Linked DNA regions of Gossypium raimondii: region 2 is linked to region 1. Evidence: chromatin contacts called from public Hi-C data. All regions are on one chromosome and are shown on one strand. The core of a region is the stretch at or near the end of the contact, and the rest is flanking DNA. Distances in the headings are between cores, read along the strand shown. Region 1 holds the start of LOC105794177 (homeobox-leucine zipper protein ATHB-13). Region 2 overlaps LOC105794178 (sucrose transport protein SUC3).

Region 1 (2,812 bases), core at 225-2,724:
TAAGAGAGAGAAGAGCTGAATCGTCATGATTGTGGTAGGAGCCATAAATAGAAGCCAAGCGAAAAAAAATTATAAATTCAGAAAACATAAGAATTAGAAAAAAAAAAGGAAACTTGGCTACACTTCAAACGAAGTCCACAGCTCAATAAGGTTAAAAATATACATATATATCAAACAAGACATGGGTAGCAACAGTAAAGAGATTTTTGAAGTGATAGAGGTACCGTTGTTGGTTAGGTTATAACCATATATCGAATGGTGAAAGTTGGATGAGGGGCGTAATAAGACCGACTGGCACCCTTAATCCATATGATAATGTAAGCATCCATGTTTAATCAGATATCCTGATTTTGTTTAGGAAGTTCATAGACCGAATTCAAACTCTGGGTTTTTTTTTTTTTCTTTTGAGATCATGTATCAATTATTAAGTGAGAAGGTGGAGTGATATTAGTGAAGTTAAGAAAGGGAAGACGAGGATAGGACATGAAACGAGTGAGTGCATGAGGCAAGAAAGGAAAGCATTGATTGAGATAGAGATGGACAGATGGGGCTCAAAGACAAAACAGACCAGCTCTTCTTGGGTCCTTAAAACAGGAGTTTTTGTTTCGGCTTTTCAATCTTACATTTTTTTTTACAAAAGATGATGGAAAAAAGAAAGAAATAAACTTAAAAATTAAAGAAGTTTGAAATGGATACGCATTCAAATACAGAGGACTGAAACTGATAAAAGGATAATGGATGGGAAAGAGGTCTAATGCACGATACCTGTTGGTGGTTAGGTGGTAGTCCCTGCCCTGCCCCCCCTTTTGGACCCATTCCCTAGATTCCTTCTCTCTCTTTCTCTCATTGTAAATCCCCCTCACTTTACACCCCAAAACATATCTAATCATCCATGACTGATCCAACTCATTTCTCTTTTCTCTTAAGCAACTCTTATTCTCTTCACACACCCATTACACCATAAAATATCACAATTTTCTCTTTCTAAGAAACCCTAAACTCTTTTTCACCCATATGAACACTTTGCTTTTCTTCTTAATTAATTTGTTTAAACAAAAACAAAATCAAATTTGGTTAGGCCTATTTTATGTATATTATATTATTTTTCCTCTTTCTAAGTCACCCAGTTCACATTATTAAAACATGAATACGCCATTGTCTCTTAAGTGGTAGAGAAAAAAAGACTAATACAATGAAAATGACCTCAAATAATTGGAGTTAGGATGGTATTGGAATCACTCTTTGATAATGTTTTCGGAGGCATCACATTACTATTACCAGGTTTAGTTCCCATTTAATTTTCTAACTATGCCTTCTTTTTCTTTTCTCACTTTTGTCCTAAACAAGCAAATGCGTGTTTCAAAATTTGTTGCTATTTTTTTTAAACCACTTCTTACGAAATTTTGTTTACTGTTTTTTTTTTTTTTTTAAATGACATCTTTTCCCTCTGCGATAGCAAAAGCAAAGTCCTATTTATAAAAATAAAATAAAATTAAAAACATATTCCTTAATCAAATAAATCCATCCTGATATAAGGGGAAGCAGAACTGTATTCATCATTCATGCATATCTCTCTCTCCCCTCTCAGAAAATATATTATACAAGAAAGATAGCTTTTTTGCAAGTAGTTGATAAGGTATATAAGCTATCCCCTTTTAACAAATCACTGCATCACCTTCCAATTCAAGAAATTCCAATTTTCCTTATTATTTCATAATCAAATCTATCTTCTGCTTTTCTCACATTAAACTTTGTGTCCAATCCTAGCCGAGGATCTGCTGCATAGCCTTCTTTCCTCGAACAACAGCATGACAGTCATCAGATGATGAACATAGAGTTTTGTTAGTAGTAGTAGAGGCTTATTAAGACCCTGACTGCTGTGCTGGGTCATGTCTTGCAATGGGATGGCTTTTTTCCCAGCAAATTTCATGCTCCAATCTCCTCATGAAGAAGATCATCAACCCTCAACTTCTATCAATCAAATGCTTCCTTCTTGCCCGCCCCAAGACTTCCACGGTATTTTTTTTTATATCTATCTATCTCTACTGAATAGAAAAAAATAAGGGTTTAGCAGTTTATATATGAAAAGTATATATGATTGAAGATTTTGATTTTTCCTTTTAGGTGTGGCATCATTTCTTGGGAAGAGATCAATGTCATTTTCAGGGATAGATGTGTGCGAAGAAGCAAATGGGGAGGATGATTTATCAGATGATGGTTCACAGGCAGGAGAAAAGAAGAGGAGACTTAACATGGAACAGGTTAAGACTCTTGAGAAGAACTTTGAGTTGGGTAATAAGCTTGAACCTGAGAGAAAAATGCAGCTGGCTCGGGCTCTTGGTTTGCAACCAAGGCAGATTGCTATTTGGTTTCAAAACAGAAGAGCTAGATGGAAAACCAAGCAGCTTGAAAAAGACTATGATCTCCTTAAGAGACAGTACGAAGCAATCAAAGCAGATAATGATGCACTCCAAACTCAGAACCAAAAGCTGCATGCTGAGGTAATAATCTTAACTAAATATACATACGTCTTCATTCACCTTTCTGTTTTTATTTTTTCTTTATCATGTCGTCCTTGCTTTATGTTAAGAAACGCTTTAAAGTTTCTATTTCATCAAACGAGTATACAGTTGAATAATTGAGTTTGAAGACTATGATCTATTATGATCATGCTTTATTGACTTTCTAGGGTGTCATGATTTTTAGAACCTTATTTCTGCCAGTACTTTCCTGAACAAAACCTGTTTTCTTGTCACATGTTTACTATACTTTATGATGGGCTGATTAATCATGGTTTTGAAGCTCATGGCAA
Region 2 (2,861 bases), core at 271-2,770, 120 kb before region 1:
CCTGTATGGGTGTCACAGCTATCATTAGTTTGGTATCTGTCACAGAATATTCTGAAGGGATTGAACATGTATTTGGAGGAGGTGGAGCTATCAAGATTGCCGCTTTGGTTGTATTTGCTCTTCTTGGGTTTCCTCTAGCGGTATGTTTCAAATGACTTGCAGTGGTTCCTAAATGCTTCAGTGTTTGTTTGAAAAAATTGTTGTATTTTTGCTCATTTGTTTGTGTTGTTCTGCTCAGATCACCTATAGTGTTCCATTTTCCGTTACAGCAGAGTTGACTGCTGACTCTGGTGGTGGTCAAGGTTCATATTTCATTTATCTTCTATAGCTTCTGCTTTCTTCAGTTGCAGAACTTAGAAAATTGTAACAATTTGTATGTTCGTGCAGGATTGGCAATTGGAGTTTTGAACCTTGCAATTGTTATTCCACAGGTATACAAATTGATTGATTGTCGTATTTAATTTAGCTGCCATTATTGCCGAAGGTTTCTTACTACTTCCGAAGATTGGTTTTTCTTTCCATAGCTCATAGTGTACCCAATTTGAGTTCCAAATATCTAAGTATTTTAGGTGCCTTGTATTTTGATTATCTTTTAAGCATAGAAAATTATTTTTTTATTGTGTTGTAAATTGAATGGAAAAATGGTACCCTTGGTGCTTTCACAATTTAGTTGGATCTGATTTCTAATGTATAAATGGTTTCTTCAGATGATTGTATCTCTGGGAGCTGGTCCATGGGATGCTCTATTTGGTGGAGGAAATATACCAGCCTTTATTTTGGCTTCATTCTGTGCTCTGGCTGCGGGGATTATTGCAACTCTGAGGCTGCCTGATCTGGCAAGTTCCTTCAAGTCATCTGGTTTTCATTTTGGCTAAGGAACAAAATGGCCTTAATAACGCAACAAGCCCTCTGTATAAGATGTTCGGCAACGGTGGTCATCACAAGATGGCTACCATCATTACTATGCATAATTTTCACACTAAAAGATATGCATAATACATAATCCAAATTCATTCATTTTTTCCCCGTTGCGGGTATGTGTACTATGTGTAGAGTGTAAATTGGCAGTCACTATATTGAAAAGGATATACACATTCACAGCATGATTAGTGTCTTATTTACTTTGAAAACTCTACTTGTAGCATTTCTCATATTATAAAGATCAATTCCCTTTTTCTCATTGCCATGGTCATTTTCTAGTTTATCATGGAGCAGTAGCTGCTAAAATGTTTATAGGCTCCCATTAACATCAAGCATTAGGCATTGATGATTTGTACGATTTAGCAGCAATTATATTAAAGCTTGTTTGGTACTGTGCCTGGTGTTCCCGCATTCTTGACCGCTTCTCTGTTGAGCATCCATTTGCTTTGGAGTTTAGATTTAGCGCTTCTTTCTGTGTAATGTGGGCAGCAGCAGCTATTTTGGGCTAGGCTTTTCTGGATGGCATGTGATGGTGTGCAGACTGATTGCTACCTTGCACAAACTCTGCTTGGTTTTGTTAAGGTGGAAAGTGTAGCGCACGTTGAAATATTTGGGCTGCATTGGGATAAAGAGCATAAACCTTATTCGGTGATGTCCATTCTCCATCACTCATGCTGGTGCAAAATCTTAAACCGTACGGTTTGTGATTGGCGAAGTCTCATAAAATTGCCATGTGAATGCTGAAATCCTTGTCCCTGCCTCTCTTTCGATAGCATTCTCTGAAAAAAGAACTATTCCCTATTCCCAAACGAAAAGCTTCCCGACCTTTTTTAAATTTAACAAACCAACTACACTTTCATTCTTGTTGTTGTTTGTTGAGGTGAAAGCATTCCTCAGTAACGAAGTTGGTTAATTTCAGCCTAGCTTGACTCGGTGAATACTGAATATTGCAATTGATTTAAGAGAAATTGTATGAAACAGATATGCCATATCAGCATATACCTTTAGCCAAGCTCTGTAATCAACATTTTAAGTTTTTCCAGAAAGAAAATGTAGTATTGTCAACGCAATAATTCATTTTATTAGCTTTAGAAATAAAAATCGATTCTACTCTAAGATGTATAAACTCGAATATCTGCGGTTCTTTTTATTCAACATAGAACACCATTTACTTATGATGAAAAACATTTCATTATTATGATCTTGAATTCGAATTCATGCGAATTCATGGGTAACGAGGTGTTTTTGACCATTTTTCAATACTTAGAATTTTGTATTTTGTTGTTACGGATATAGCTCTTGAGTTCATGTCATTTTATGATTCATTGAAATTTCTACAGCTCGCCTAAATATATTTTTAAACATCTACAAATCTTAAACCATTTCAATCATTTGTAAAGTTTTTACGACTCAATTAACCAAATGTTTTTTTTCATAATACATGAATTAATATTACGAAAGTTGTCTAGCCAATGTTGTGTTATTATTGTGTTTAGCAAATGATGATAGTAAAATTTTAAGTGTTTTTATAGCCAAAGTCATTATAATCGTTATAATTGTTGAATATGTTCTACGCACAATATAAAGAAGTTGTGTTATTATGTATGGTTGTCATTGTAATAAAGTTAGTGTTACTTTTGTTAGATTATTTCTTACTAAGAATTGTTGAAATTGCTAGAATTATTATGATATTATTGTTTTTGTTGAATATGTTCTACGATGGTACGAAAAAGATCTATTTTTATATATGGTTGCCATTGCAGCAAGTTGGTATTAATTTTATTGGATTCTTTTTATTAAAAATTGTTGAAATCGACGTTAAAATTATTATGTTAGTATTTTGTTACATTTGTTGAATATGCTCTACATATGTTATTAGCAACTTCTATTTTTATTCATGGTTGCCATTAAAGTAAGCTAGTATTAATTTTATTGAATTC

Evidence for each region. A called contact is a pair of places that touch in the nucleus more often than the background predicts.
Region 2: a contact with region 1 is called in a Hi-C map of leaf, with 2.7 times the contacts expected there. The contact joins the enhancer-like site here to the promoter of LOC105794177 in region 1. A contact is called at or near these places in 2 of 2 Hi-C or Micro-C datasets (both in leaf).

The regions. Positions count from the first base shown.
Region 1 is chr3:36,202,426-36,205,237 of ASM2569854v1, reverse strand. LOC105794177 (homeobox-leucine zipper protein ATHB-13) reads left to right here and starts at 1,474. Exons shown (of 4, transcript XM_012623214.2): 1 at 1,474-1,636; 2 at 1,768-2,016; 3 at 2,125-2,501. The coding sequence starts at 1,890.
Region 2 is chr3:36,318,925-36,321,785 of ASM2569854v1, reverse strand. It overlaps LOC105794178 (sucrose transport protein SUC3), which reads left to right. Exons shown (of 13, transcript XM_052628305.1): 10 at 1-140; 11 at 239-302; 12 at 388-431; 13 at 708-1,180. The coding sequence ends at 875. Among protein-coding and RNA genes, the nearest start is that of LOC105794178, 6.0 kb to the left of the region's middle. Within about 2 kb of position 1,520, the one cell type or tissue checked has open chromatin away from gene starts, as enhancers often do. A contact at or near this core is called in leaf, where this site is marked.